2 separate regions of the Sus scrofa genome follow, and region 1 is linked to region 2. Evidence: chromatin contacts called from public HiChIP or PLAC-seq data. All regions are on one chromosome and are shown on one strand. Each heading gives the region's core, a stretch centred on a gene start, on an enhancer-like site or on the middle of the called end of the contact. The rest is flanking DNA. Distances are from core to core; before and after follow the strand shown.

Region 1 (7,512 bases), core at 3,366-5,865, 210 kb after region 2:
ACTTCTCTCTCCGTCCTACCAAAGACAGCAGCACAAGTCAGAATTCCCTTCTCTTTGTCCCCTTTATCTAAGTTGTGTTTCTAAATCTAGCTCCTCTGAGATCTTCTGAAGATCCCAAGAAATAGTAACTTATTCCCCCTTACTATTCCTAAAAAAAGCTATACAATTCTTCACTCAACATTCACCCCATGAGGAAAGAGGGTGTGTTTGATATCCCTAAATATTCCTCTATTGCCTTATACAGACCAGATTAAGTAACTTTCGGCAACTCAATAAATTAACATCTCCTGAGCACCTATTCAGTGCCAGTACCATTGTGCTCTAAGCCAGCAATGCTCAGATGGGTAAGCCACAGCACTCATCTCTCAAGGAGTGATAGTCATTTCTAACGAAGTAATATCAAACTATAACTGTCCCATCTTATTTACTCTTAAGGGTTCAAGTTAAGGTTTTGTTTTTTCTCCATTCAGTCCCAGGCTCCTCTTCCAGATTCTCATATGTAGTTCATTTCATTACTACTTAGCATTTGGCCCCACTTAACTGAATAAAAGCCCAACCCACCAATCTTTCTTTTGATTAAGATGAAGCACCAACTGGGAGTCTGGGGCTAGTAGATGCAAACTATTTATTTAGAATGCATGGGTAATGAAGTCCTATAGCATAGTACAAGAAACTGTGTCCAATCTCTTGGGATAGAACAGGATTGGATATGATATGAGAAAAAGAGTGTATATATACATATATGACTGGGTCACTTTGCTGTGTGGCAGAAATATGCACAACACTGTAAATCAACTATACTTTCATTTTTTAAAAAGGAAAAAAAAAAGAAGATCAAGCACTGATACAAGGCTTTACAGGTGAAAATCTGTCTGAAAAGGCTATGGTGGAAAATGATGAAGACACTCAATGTGATCACTGCTATGAAAGGAAATACGGAGCTACATCATTAGAATTTGGGAGTCAAGCAACTACAAGGGGTTCCGTTTGTGACTCAGTGGTAATGAACCAGACTAGTACCATAAGGAGGCAGGTTCAATTCCTGGCCCTGCTCAGTGAGTTAAGGATCTGGCACTCATTGCCGTGAGCTGTGGTATAGGTCACAGACGCTGCTCAGTGTTGCTGTGGCTGTGGTGTAAGCTGGCAGCTGCAGCTCCAATTCAACCCCCAGCCTGGGAACTTCCATATGCTGAGGGTGTGGCCCTAAAAAATAAAAAACTAAAATTAAAAAAAAACAAGCCAAACAAAAATGGAATTAACATTCTACCTTTAGGAGGTCATATCTACTTCCTCCTTTCCTCCTAAAAATTAAACTTGAAATTAAATTGATGTAATAAAAGAGCAAAAAGAAAAACATCACACACAACAACTTAAACTGTGGGAATTTGCTTTATGAAAGCCATCAAAAACCATTCCCACAGAGCTATTCATCAGCTCTTCCGCTCTGGTCAGGGTCAACAGTTCTGTTGCCCTGGATCCACCGCCACCCCTCACCCCACCCACAGTCCTTCTGGGATCATGGAATGAGAGATGGGCCTGCCATGAGCGGGGATTTTATCTGAATCTGAAGAGCTACCCCAGAGCCCAGCAGTGAGACCAGGAAGCTAAGAAGGCTAGGACTGACCCGACTCCCCCAGCAGGGGCCAGGTCCATCTCAGGGCCTACGACCAAGGATGGCTCCATCCGCTGCAAGGGTGTTTTAAAACAGACTACCATTTGGCTGCCTCCTTCCAGCTAAATCTATTGTAACCTTGGAGTTGGACCAAACAGAACTAGAAAAAGACAACTGGAAACATTCACTTCTATTTCGCAGCCCAGAATGTCAAAAATGACAGACACCTCTGAGGTGACAACATCCAGCTGCCTCAGCTCACACTTGGAGAAATGAAGTCCTGAGAAGTAGATGATTTGTCCAGGGTCACACAGCTAATCAGCAGTATGAACTCCAACGAGCACCCAGAGCTTTCATCAATGCATCACAACCCCACCACTGATGAGAAACTCTCACTCATCTCTCCAGGCTTAGGATACCTCTTGGGCCCTGCAGAGAAGTAACTGCCTCCTCATGTGATGCCTCTCTTTGGGCACTGGACTGGTCTGCCTATTCAAAACTGATTTTGTGTATATAGGAATGAGTTAGGAAACAAAGAGCAAAGTACTCACCTGGAACAAATGTAGTGAGATATTCAAACCATTGTCTGATTGTCGAGTCACCAAATAAATACACCACTTTTCTCTGTAAGCATTCTGTAATGTTGTCAGGGTCATTAAACTGGCGCATTTTAAACTTTCTGGGCCTCCATTGATCTTTATAATAATACCCAGAAGGAAAAGTTCCTAAGCCTTGAGATAGTTCTAGGCTGTTCATTTCTGGAGGGGAAAAAAAAAGATATTCTGAAATTCTCCTCCCACAAACCATATATTTAAAACATTCCAAGAGGAGTTCCCATCGTGGCTCAGTGGTTAACAAACCTGACTAGTATCCATGAGAAGGCAGGTTTGATCCCTGGCCTTGCTCGGTGGGTTAAGGATCTAGCGTTGCCGTGAGCTGGGGTGTAGGTTGCAGACGCGGCTGGGATCCCTAATTGCTATGGCTATATGGCTACAGCTCTGAGTCAACCCCTGTCCTGGGAATTTCCACATGCCTCGGGTGTGGCCCTAAATAGACAAAAGACTAAATACATACATACATACATACATACATACATACATACTTATATACAAACATTCTAAGAAACACAATTATGTCCCTATGTTTGTTAGCCTGTTGGCTATGGGTAATATTTACTGCCATCATATCTCAAAGAAATCCCAGACTTTCCCCCTCCCACAAAAAGTTCTCCTTTGCACAAAAATAGGAAGATCTGAAATGGGTGTGAGGGTGTTTGTGGATAGAAGGGGAAAAGGGGACGTTGAGCATTCCCTCTAATTATGCATGTTTTAATCAAAGCCAAAGATAAAGGCAGGCAAAAACCAAGGAAATATGCAGATCTAAGCATTGTCCAGCATTATCTCAGAACAGGAGAAAAGCTTCTCATCCAAATGCCTATGAGGTAAGTAAGAACTTAAATTCATGCTTTACATAAACATAGTAATATTAGTTTACTGTGTTTCAACCTTAAACAGAAAGTTTCAACCCATGGATCCTCCAGTCAAATAGTAACTCATAAAACCACCACTAACTACAGAAAACAAACCAATGACATACAGTCTAAAGAATTACTCCCCATAACACAAAAGGTTTAAAAGTCGTTATGCACAATAAACGATATTAAAATTGCACCAGCAGTGTGTACTCATGCTTGTAGCCTAGCTACACAGGATAACACAAGCCCAGGACACCTTTCCAGAGGGAGAGTCAACGCCCTTCTGCCCCAACACCTCCCTCAGAAAATGCCACTGAGAAAACAGCACGCTTTACATGCTTCACACCAAACAGGGATGCCTAATATTTCTCGCAAGTTACTGTGTACCAGACACTGTTCTGAGCAATTAAATATATCATCTCATATGATGCTCATGATAACCCTTTAAGGTAGGTCCTATTATTATTCCTACCTTTCAAAATAGTTAAGGAACTGGTCCTCAGCCCTAGAGCTGGTAGGTGGTAAAGCCAGGATCTAATCCATGCAGGTGAGCCCCCAGCCCACGCTCTCAATCACTAGGCTACATCGCCTCTCAAAAAGAGGTGCTTGTAGAGACTGACCATTCTCTTTTTGGCTTTTTTCCTGAAAGTGTACATTTATTCATTTCTAACACTTATTCAAATCTACAGTCTTCAAGAAACCACCAGTCATTTTATGTCACTTCCTTACACACCCCAAGGTTCAAGCCTTGATCATAATCCAGTAATTCTATAGTCTCACCTGTTAAACTACAATTCAAAATCCAAAAGCTCTTGGACTTCCCGCGTGGCTCACAAAATCCAAAAGGTCATGACTCAGAAATTTAAATTTAACTGAGTCTCCTATTTGTGACTATTTTCAACTTCTTTGACTTCTTGATATTATCTGTATTAGTCAAAATTATTTCGGTTGTACTCCCTTCAAAGACGATCCCCTATTTGACAGACAGTGCATATTTAATGTTTTTTTCATAGGTATCTGCTAGTTCTTTGCAGATTTGGGGTCTAAACTGAAAAGTAAACAGCATTTTGAGAGCTTTTATGGCATTTAATCAAAATTTATCAAAGAAAAATGGGAGGGGGGTTAGAGTAAGCATTTGTTTGGCTTATTCAAAAACAATTTCTCAACATGTGACCAAGTGTGGTTTTACCATGTCATCACACCTTGCCCGAAGCTCATTATATCAGCACATCAAGGCCACAGAGCACACACCTGCAGCCCAAAGAAAACATTTACTGGAATGGGAATTAAAAGTGATTTTGAAGTTATAATTTTTACCACAGTTAAGACTCAACTATTCCGTGCTAAATAAGTATTATAAAGAAACATGTATATAACACAGGAAACAATTACCATTTCCATTCAAATGTTAATTGTATTTACTACCAGAGTTAAGTCAAGCAAAGCAAATCAATTACTGAACCTGACATTAATTCTTTAAACAGGCAACGTTAGATAATAGCATAGTTTTAAAGTGAAATATGTGTACCTACATTGCCCTCTTATGGTCAACTGGGAGAAAACATTCTCTGATTACTAGGATTTTTAAGCAGTCTGAGGTTGTTTAGAAAGTCATTGTTTCTTGGAACTCAGAATACATTTTCACGTAAGATACTTGAGATATGAAAGCCCCTTAAATCCATTATATAACCCTTAACTTACATGTGGAATAAAAATAATTAAAAACAAAAATGAGTCATTACTCAGTTTTATGGTTATCTTGAACACTGATGGTGAAGGAAGTTTACAGAGGTGGTTGTAAGAGCAGATATCAAGATTTTTATGCAAAATCAGGAGGGACAGTTTTGATTATTTGTAAGTAAGGCCCCTGCTTCTCTAAAATGTTCTGGCTTCTCTTTAAAAGCCCGCAGCTGGGAGTTCCCATCGTGGCTCAGGGGAAAGGAATCCAACTAGTATCCATGAGGACGTGGGTTTGATTCCTGGTCTTGCTCAGTGGGTTAAGGATCTGGCGTTGCCTTGAGCTGTGGTGTAGGTCACAGACACAGCTCAGATCTGCGTGGCTGTGGCGTAGGCTGTGGCTGTGGCATAGGCTGGCAGCTGTAGCTCTGATTCAACCCCTATCCTGGGAACTTCCATATGCCATGGGTTTGGCCCTAAAAAGCAAAATAAATAAAAGCCCGCAGCTTACATTTTCCTCCAAAGAACATCATCCCATGTCATCCACCAGCCATAATGAGGGCTATCTGGACCACACATGGAACAAAATGAGAGAGAAAAGGCAGAGATAAGTTTCCCTAAGTGATCTAGAAAGAGCCAGGTGAGGACACCATGTGAATTAAGGGTGGGAGGTGTGTGCACATGTGCGAACACAGGTCCCTTAATTTTCTGGCACGGAATTAGGTGGAGAAGAAAGAACAGTAAAAAGCAGCTCAAAGGGGAGGACATGGTTCATGAGGGGAAAGAAAGACAAGATGGAGAAAGACAACTGCGGCAGACAACTGCCTGACCAGGGAAGGCGAGCACAGGAATGCCTGGGTGCCACCCTCGGGAGACAGGAATGGGGCCAGTACACTGCACTGTCTGGGCATGCCCTCTCACGTGCCACACCACAATTATAGTGGCTGCAGTTTGAGTTTACCCTTGAATTCTCTCTAGAAAACCTTGGGGACTTAGGAGTTACCCTGCTGGCACAGCAGGTTAAGGATCTGGTGTTGTCATTGCAATGGCTCAGGTTCAATCCCTGGCCTCAGAACTTCTACATGTTGTGGGCCCAGCCAAAAAAGAAAAATTGGGGGGTTTGATTTTGTTCTTTCTATTTTATTTTATTTGCCCTTTTTTAGGGCCGCCTACATGGCATATGGAGGTTCCCAGGCTAGGGGTCAAATCAGTGCTGCAGGGGCTGGCCTACACCACAGCCACAGCAACACCAGATCCAAACCACATCTGCAACCTATACCACAGCTCATGGCAACGCCAGATCCTTAACCCACTGAGCAAGGCCAGGGATCAAACATGCATCCTCATGGATGCTAGGCAGGTTTGTTTCCACTGAGCCACAACAGGAGCTCATGTTCTTTAAATTTCATTTCCCTCAAAGCTAAGCATTTTACAGAGGAAAGCTAAAAGTGCTATAGAAGGTAGAAATAGCTATCAGGAGTTCCCGTAGTGGCGCAGTGGTTAACGAATCCGACTAGGAACCATGAGGTTGCGGGTTCGGTCCCTGCCCTTGCTCAGTGGGTTGACGATCCGGCGTTGCCGTGAGCTGTGGTGTAGGTTGCAGACGCGGCTCGGATCCCGCGTTGCTGTGGCTGTGGCGTAGGCTGGTGGCTACAGCTCCGATTCGACCCCTAGCCTGGGAACCTCCATGTGCCGCGGGAGCGGCCCAAAGAAATAGAAAAAAAAAAAAAAAAAAAAAAAAAGAAATAGCTATCAAATAAGAGAATATTGAAAGGGGCCTAGAGAATAGCTAATCCAAATATCTTACAAAGGTGAAGAAAGCAGGTCACAGAGTGTGAGTGTTATGTGTAGGATATGAGTCCTTTGCTCTTTTAAGTTCACTGGACCTAGACCTTGGTTTCATTATCTATAAAATGGGTAAACTACTAGCCATTATGAAGGGTTGCTATGAAAATTCAATACTGTAATAGTGTGGACGCACATTTTTAACTTACAGTAAGGGGCCATACTTGAAGACTAGAAATATTCTATGTACTCTAAATATTATACATCTTGATCTGGGTGATAGTTAACTTATTAGTTTCCTACTGCTGTGTCAAAAACCACCACAAACCTAATGGTTTAAAAATAAAGGACGTTTATCTTCCCATAGTTCTGTAGGTCGGGAGTCTGGGGTGTGGTATAGCTGGGGACTGTGCTCAGGATCTCACCAGATGTCAGCAGAGCTGTGTTCTTTCCTGAAAGCTCTGGAGAGGCATCTGCTTCCAAGCTCATTCATTAGCTAAATTCAGCTCCTTGTAGTTATAGGACTGAGTTTCTCATTTCCCTGCTGGTCGACAGCCAGGGAATGCCTCTCAGCTCCTAGAAGCTGCCTACCTTCCTCACCCCATGGCCTCCTGCATCTTTCAGGCCAGCAACAAAGAATCTCCGTCATGTGGAATCTTTCTCACACTTTCTTTCAATGTCTTTCTTTTGAAAGAATCTGGGCCCTGTGATTATGTCCTGGGCTTATGTGACTAGGTCAAATCAACACAGAATAATCTCTTTCTTCAAAGTCAGCTTTGTCATATAATTGAAGGAAAGGGTTTATATAAGGACATGGATCACTGGGAGTAACCTTAGAATCCGGCCTACAAAGCTACAAAGCTATGTACAGATATAAAACTCCATCGTACTAAATATATGCTTATGATCTGTGTGCTCTATTGCACATAAGATAGGGTTCAATAGAGAAAAACAGTAAAAAGCT
Region 2 (7,171 bases), core at 474-2,973:
CACATCTTCTGAATCCATTCATCTGTCAATGGACATTTAGGTTGTTTCCATGTCTTGGCTATTGCAAATAGTCCTTCAGTGAACATAGGGGTGCATGTGTCTTTTTCAATGAAAGTTTTGTCTGGAAAGATGCCTAGGAGTGGGACTGCTGGATCATATAGTATTTCTATACTTAGTTTTCTGAGGTACCGCCATACTGTTTTCCATAGTGGTTGTGCCAATTTACATTACCACAAACAGTGCAGAAAGGTTCCCTTTTCTCACACCCTCTCCAGCATTTGTTATCTGTAGACTTATTAATGATGGCCATTCTGATTGGTGTGAGGTGGTGCCTCACTGTAGTTTTAATTTGCATTTCTCTAATAGTTAGTGGTGTTAAGCATTTTTTCATGTGCCTGTTGACCATCTGCATGTATTCTTTGGAGATATGTCAGAGTTCCTATCGCGGCTCAGCAGAAACGAATCTGACTAGCATCCATGAGGACACAGGTTCGATCCCTGGCCTCACTCAGTGGGTTAAGGATCCAGCATTGCTGTGAGCTATGGTGTAGGTCACAGATGCAGCTCAGATCTGGCATTGCTGCTTCTGTGGCATAGGCAGTGTCTACAGCTCTGATTCATCTCCTAGTCTGGGAACCTCCATATGCCACAAATGCGGCCCTAAAAAAAAAAAAAAGATAGAATGTCCACTTAGATCTTCTGCCCATTTTTCAGTTGGTTGTTTGTTTTTTTGCTGTTGGGTTGTCTGAATTGTTTGTATGTTCTAGAGATTAAGCACTTGTCTGTTGCATTGTTTGCAATTACTTTCTCCCATTCCACAAGTTGTCTCTTTTTTTATGGTTTCCTTTTCTGTTCAAAAGCTTGTAAGTTTGATTAGGTCATATTGCTTTATTTTTGCTCTTAAGAAAATATTTTTTAGTTGAACTCTAAAAAATAGCCAGCTGTTGTCAGTATAGGAAAATCCTTTTACTCTACCCTGAAGAAGACTAAAATTTAAAGTCCTAACCTCACTTAGATGTTAAACTTGACCAAGATTAAGCAACTGTACTTTGGGATGATGTTCTGTAGGGAACCAACAGTTCCATGCAACCAGCTCAGTTCCATGATTAGAGACAAACTAACTTGAGGGATAGACACAAGGTAGAAGAAAGAATTGTCATGCCACCTAGAAGTACCCAGCTCCTAACCCTGCAAGAACAAGAACTTAGAAAGAAAACACAAATATCTATTGTTTGGTGAAAAGTCTACTCCATTGAGGAAAGGACATGTGAAAACCATGGGAAGTGGAAGTACCTTGCCCTCTGTGGCCCAGCCCAACCCCACTTCTTCTAGACACTTCCCCCTACTTTTCTGGAGTTCCCCAGGCGTGTTCTTCTCTTAAGTCACTGCTTCCTGTCTATTACTAACTAAATATTTTTCATCACAGAGGACTAAGTATCTTGAGGCAAGGAATCTCCAAAATTGAGTTGAGGTTAATTAACTTACATAGTACACATGGCCATGAATTTCAAGTTCCTGAATTACAGAGATGAAATAATTAATTCAGTTCAATCTGACAGATATTTGGAAAGCAGCTAATATGCCCCCCAAATACGATAGAACCCTTGTCACTTGGTAAGCAAACTTTATAAACCAAGAACAAGAAAAGATTTCACAGCTGTTACTCTAAAATAGAAAGACCACCATTGAGCCACACCCTGATTGCATCATATCTTTGTGCAGTATATGTAATAAAATGCTATATTAATAAGTCTGTTCCTCATTTTTCTCCTCAATATCTACTGCTAGAAAGTGAGACCTGACATTTATTTCAAAATATCCTTGGTAATTCACAATTATTTATAGCTCTACCACTCCATCCTCAAAAGTGAAAAATAATAATAGCTAAAACTTACTGAGTTCTTACTACATGCCAGGAGTTAGAGGAAGTGATATGTATAGCATTTCATTTAAGCTTCACAACAAGAGTATAAGGCATATGCTCTTTGCTGCTGCTACTGTTGTTGTTTTAGAAAAAATTCCCATACAATTATAAATTATATTTAAAGTATACAATTGGATAAATTTTAATAATGCTTATTCTTCTGAAATCATCATGATCAAGGCAATGAAAATATCCATCACCTGCAAAAGTTTCCTTATGACTTTTTATAAACCTTCCTTTTCACTCTTCCCTGTTCTCTATCTTCCATCCCAAGCAAATACTAGTCACAGTAGATCAGATTGCATTTTCTATAATTTTTTAAAATGGAATTTTACAGTATATACTCTCTTTTTCTGGCTTTTGTACTAAGCATAATTATTCTGAGATTCATACATGTTGTATTTATCAATAGTTTATTATTTTTTTATTGCTTAGTTCCACATTCTATTGTTTGGATATATTGTCATTTGTTTATTCATTCACCTCTGACATTTGACCTGTTTCCATGTTTTAGCTATTATGTATAACACTTCTGTACATATTGACATACAAGTTTTTGGATGTACATATGTTTTAATTTCTCTTGCATAAATATCTAGGAAAGGAAGAATTAGGTTATCTACAGGTTAGATATATGTTTAACATTTTAAGAATTGCCCATCCTATTACTGCTATAACAAACTACAAAAAAAAAAACAAAAGAGAGAAAGAGAGTACAGAGTTCCCATCCTGGCACAGTGGAAACGAATCCAAAGAGGAACCATGAGGTGGCGGGTTCAATCCCTGGCCTCACTCAGTGGTTTAAGGATCTGGCGTTGCTGTGAGCTGTGGTGTAGGTGCAGACACAGCTTGGATATGACGTTGCTGTGACTACAGTGTAAGCCAGCAGCTGTAGCTCCGATTGGACCCCTAGCCTGGGAACCTCCATATGCTACAGGTGCGGCCCTAAAAAAAAAAAGTATGCTTTAAAACAACACAAATTTATCTCTTCCAGTAGTAGAAGTCAAGATGTTGCCCGGTCTATGTTCCTTCTGGAGACTTCAAGGGAGAATCAATTTGCTCTTTCCTTTTTTACCCACCAGCCTGCATTCACTCACTCCCCAGGCTCATGGTCTCTTTCTCAGAAATTGAACTTCTCCTTCTGTGATCACACTTCCTATTGCTGATTCATCCTCCTTCCTCCCCTTACAAGGACATTTGTGATTATATTGTACTCACCTGGATAATCCAGTATAATCTCTTGGATCTCTAAAATCATTCACTCAATCATGTCCATAAAGTCCCTTTACCATGAAATCTCCTCACAGGTTCTAGGTATTAAGAAATCAACATCTCTGAGGTGCCATTATTCAACCAACCAATCCTTCTTCCAAAGGCACCATATAATTTAACACTCCCATCAGAGGTGGAAAGGAGTTCTACTTCCTCCACATCTTTACCAACACTTGTTACATACATTTTAATGTCAGCCATTCTAATAGGTTTATACTGGAATCTTATTGTCATCTTAATTTATACTCCCTGAATGATGTTGAACCTCTTTTTTTTTTTTTCCTCTTTACAGCTGCACCTGCAGCATATGGACGTTCCCAGGGCAGGGGTGGAATTGGAGCTGCAGCTGTGGGCTTTCCCACAGCCATGGCAATATCAGATCTGAGCCACATCTGCAACCTACATCACCGCTTAAGGCAATGCCAGATCCTTAACCCAATGAGTGAGGCCAGGGATTACACCTGCATCCTCACAATCAGCAGGTCCTTAACATGCTGAGCCACAATGGGAATTCCTGAAACTCTTTTTATGTATTCATTTGCCATTTGTAAATCTTCTTAGGTAAAGCATCTGTTCAAATATTTTTTTCATTTTTCACTGGGTTTTATGGGGGTTTTTTTGTTTGTTTTGGTTTTTGTTTTTTCTTTTTTTTTCTTTTTTTTTTTTTTATTTTCCCACTGTACAGCAAGGGGGTCAGGTTATCCTTACATGTATACATTACAATTACATTTTTCCCCCACCCTTTCTTCTGTTGCAATATGAGTATCTAGGCATAGTTCTCAATGCTATTCAGCAGGATCTCCTTGTAAATCTATTCTAAGTTGTGTCTGATAAGCCCAAGCTCCCGATCCCTCCCACTCCTTCCCCCTCCCATCAGGCAGCCACAAGTCTCTTCTCCACGTCCATGATTTTCTTTTCTGAGGAGATGTTCATTTGTGATGGATATTAGATTCCAGTTATAAGTGATATCATATGGTATTTGTCTTTGTCTTTCTGGCTCATTGCACTCAGTATGAGATTCTCTAGTTCCATCCATGTTGCTGCAAATGGCATTATGTCATTCTTTTTTATGGCTGAGTAGTATTCCATTGTGTATATATACCACTTCTTCCGAATCCAATCATCTGTCGATGGACATTTGGGTTGTTTCCATGTCCTGGCTATTGTGAATAGTGCTGCAATGAACATGCGGGTGCACGTGTCTCTTTTAAGTAGAGTTTTGTCCGGATAGATGCCCAAGAGTGGGATTGCGGGGTCATATGGAAGTTCTATGTATAGATTTCTAAGGTTTCTCCAGACTGTTCTCCATAGTGGATGTACCAGTTTTATGTTTTTTAATAGTTGGATTTTGAGAGTTCTTCCTATTTTCTGAATACAAATCTGTTACCAGACATGATTTCCAATACTTTATGCCAATTGGTAGCTTGTCTATTTTCTCTCTTAACAGTTCTTTCAAAATAAAAAGCTTTTCATTTTGTTTAGATTCAATTTGTGAATTTTTTCTTTTATAATTGGGATTTTTGTGCCATATCTAAAAAATCTTTGCCTAATCTAAGGTCAAAAAGATTTTCTTTCATGTTTTCTTCTTCTAGACATTTTATAGTTTTAGTTCTTATATTTAGGTCTGTATATGCTTTGTACAGATGTATATGCTGTATATACTTTGTACAGATGTATATGCTATGTACTTTGTACAAGATATGAAGTTCTTGTTTTACATATAAAAAATCGATTTGTTCTAATACTATTGGCTAAAAAGCCCAAACTTTCTCCCCTCAATTGCCTTTGTGCCCTTGTTGTTCATACATATGTTGGGTCTACTTTCACACTGTCTGGTCTATTACATTCATCCATTTGTCTATCTTTATACCATTATCACACTGCCTAGGACTTGAAATCAGATAATATTAAGTCCCCCAAATTTGTTCTTTTGAAGTTCCATTGGTTATTTTCAGCCTTTTGCCTTTTTCATTTGAATTTTATAATTATCTTGAAATTCATATGTAAAAGTTTGTGGGAAACTTGATTGTGATTACATTGAATTTCTATATTATTTTGAGGAGAACTGACATAATGGCAACATTGATTCTCCTGACCTATGAACATTGTATAGCTCTTCATTATTGAGTTCTTCTCAATAGAGTTCTATAGGTTTATGTACCAAGGTCTTATTCACATTTTGTCAAATATAACTCAAAGTATTTTCATATTTTTGATGCTATTTTAAATATTTTTTAAATTTCTGATTGCCCATTAATAGTATAATAGAAATACAATTGATTTTTGTATATTGATGTTATATCATGCAACCTTGAAAACTCATTTATTAGATCTTGTAGTTTTTTTAGACATTGGATTTTCTACATAGAATATTATGATGTATGGAAATAAAGTTTTATTTCTTCTTTTTCAAATTTTGGTTTGTGCTATAAATTTCCTTATAACTACAATTTAGCATCTTCCAACAGATTTTCATATGTTCTGATTTCATTTTCATTCAGTTCACAGTGCTTTCTAATTCCCCTTTTGATTTCTTCTTTGACCCATGAGTAATTTAGAAATGTGCTATTTGGTTTCCAAATATTTGGTGTTTTTCCAGAGATCTTTCTGTTATTGACTTCATATTTAATTCCACTGTGACCAGAGAACATACTTTGTACGACTTGCATCTTTTTAAAGATATTGAGACTTTTATGGTCCAGAATATGATCTTTGTAAATATTGCATAGCACTTGAGAATAAATGTATGCACTTGAAAATAAGCTGCTAGTATTGAGTGAAGTGTTCTAGAAATGCCAATAGGTCAGGCTGCTTAATTGTCTTATTCAAGTCATATATCTTAACCAGTTTTCTGTCTACTTGTTTTATCAACTATTGAGAGAATTACATTGAAATATCTGATTATAACTGTAGATTTGTCTATTTCCCCTTGCAGTTCTGTTTTTGTTTCATATATTTGGAAGCAAAGCTTTCTGCTCTGTTACTGATAGCATGAGTTTTCAGGAATGCTATTTCTTCCTGAAAAATTGATACTTTATTATTATGTGATAACCTTCATTATCCCAAGTAATAGCCTTTGCTCTGAAATCTACTTTATCTGTTATTAATATAGCCATTCCAGCTTTCTTTTGAATGAAGTTAATATGTCATTTTCAACCATTTAGTTTTTATCTTCTTATGTCTTCATATTTAAAGTGCACTTCTTAGCCACCATATAGTTAGATCTTTCTTTTTATCTAATGTAACAATTTCTACCTTTTAATTGAGGTGTTTATATGATTTTTATTTTTTTTCCATTATAGCTGCTTTACAGTGGTCTGTCAATTTTCTACCCTACAGTAAGGTGACCCAGCCACACATACATGTACACACTCTTTTTTCTCACATTATCATGCTCCATCATAAGTGACTAGATATAGTTCCCAGTGCTATGAGGTGTTTAGTACATTTACAATTACTGTGACTATAGATATGGTTAGATTTAAATAATTTCATTTGCCTGCTCCAGTTTCTGTGTTATTTTTGCAATACAGTGTACTTCTACATGTGTGTATTAGTTATCTAGTTTTCTACCTAACAAATTACCATAAACTTAAAGGCTTACAGCACCATTTATGATCTCACAGTTCTATAAGAAGTCTGGGATGATCTGGCTACATTTTTTGCTCAGGCTGAAACAAGATATCATCTGGAGCATGGGATCTTCTCCTAACCTCATTCCTATTACTGACAAAATTCAATTCTTTGTAGTTTTAGGACTGGGGTCCCTATTTCCTTGTTGACAGTAGACAAGGGGTCACAGTCACTCTCAGCTTCAATCTTTGTATGTGAACCCCTCCACCTACAAAGCCAGCATGAATACATCAAATTGTCCTTGTGGCTTTCAATCTCTCTGCCTTTCTCTCAGCTACCAGATGGAGACAACACCCCACTTTTAAAAGTACTCATATGATTAGTTAGGTCCAACTGTGCTAT

The links. HiChIP or PLAC-seq counts read pairs in DNA pulled down with a chosen protein or histone mark.
Region 1: an H3K27ac HiChIP or PLAC-seq map of alveolar macrophages shows a contact between it and region 2. The contact joins two enhancer-like sites. A contact is called at or near these places in 2 of 47 Hi-C or Micro-C datasets (liver and skeletal muscle) and 1 of 2 datasets of contacts at active chromatin or transcription factors (alveolar macrophages).

What each region holds. Positions count from the first base shown.
Region 1 is chr13:157,301,111-157,308,622 of Sscrofa11.1, forward strand. It overlaps NXPE3 (NXPE family member 3), which reads right to left. Exons shown (of 7, transcript XM_003132693.4): 6 at 2,164-2,370. Among named protein-coding and RNA genes, the nearest start is that of NFKBIZ, 32 kb to the left of the region's middle. Within about 2 kb of position 4,616, at least 4 of the 83 cell types and tissues checked have an H3K27ac peak or open chromatin away from gene starts, as enhancers often do. A contact at or near this core is called in alveolar macrophages, where this site is marked.
Region 2 is chr13:157,089,773-157,096,943 of Sscrofa11.1, forward strand. All of the region lies in intron 1 of LOC102162881 (a long non-coding RNA gene), which reads right to left. Among named protein-coding and RNA genes, the nearest start is that of NFKBIZ, 180 kb to the right of the region's middle. Within about 2 kb of position 1,724, at least 3 of the 83 cell types and tissues checked have an H3K27ac peak or open chromatin away from gene starts, as enhancers often do. A contact at or near this core is called in alveolar macrophages, where this site is marked.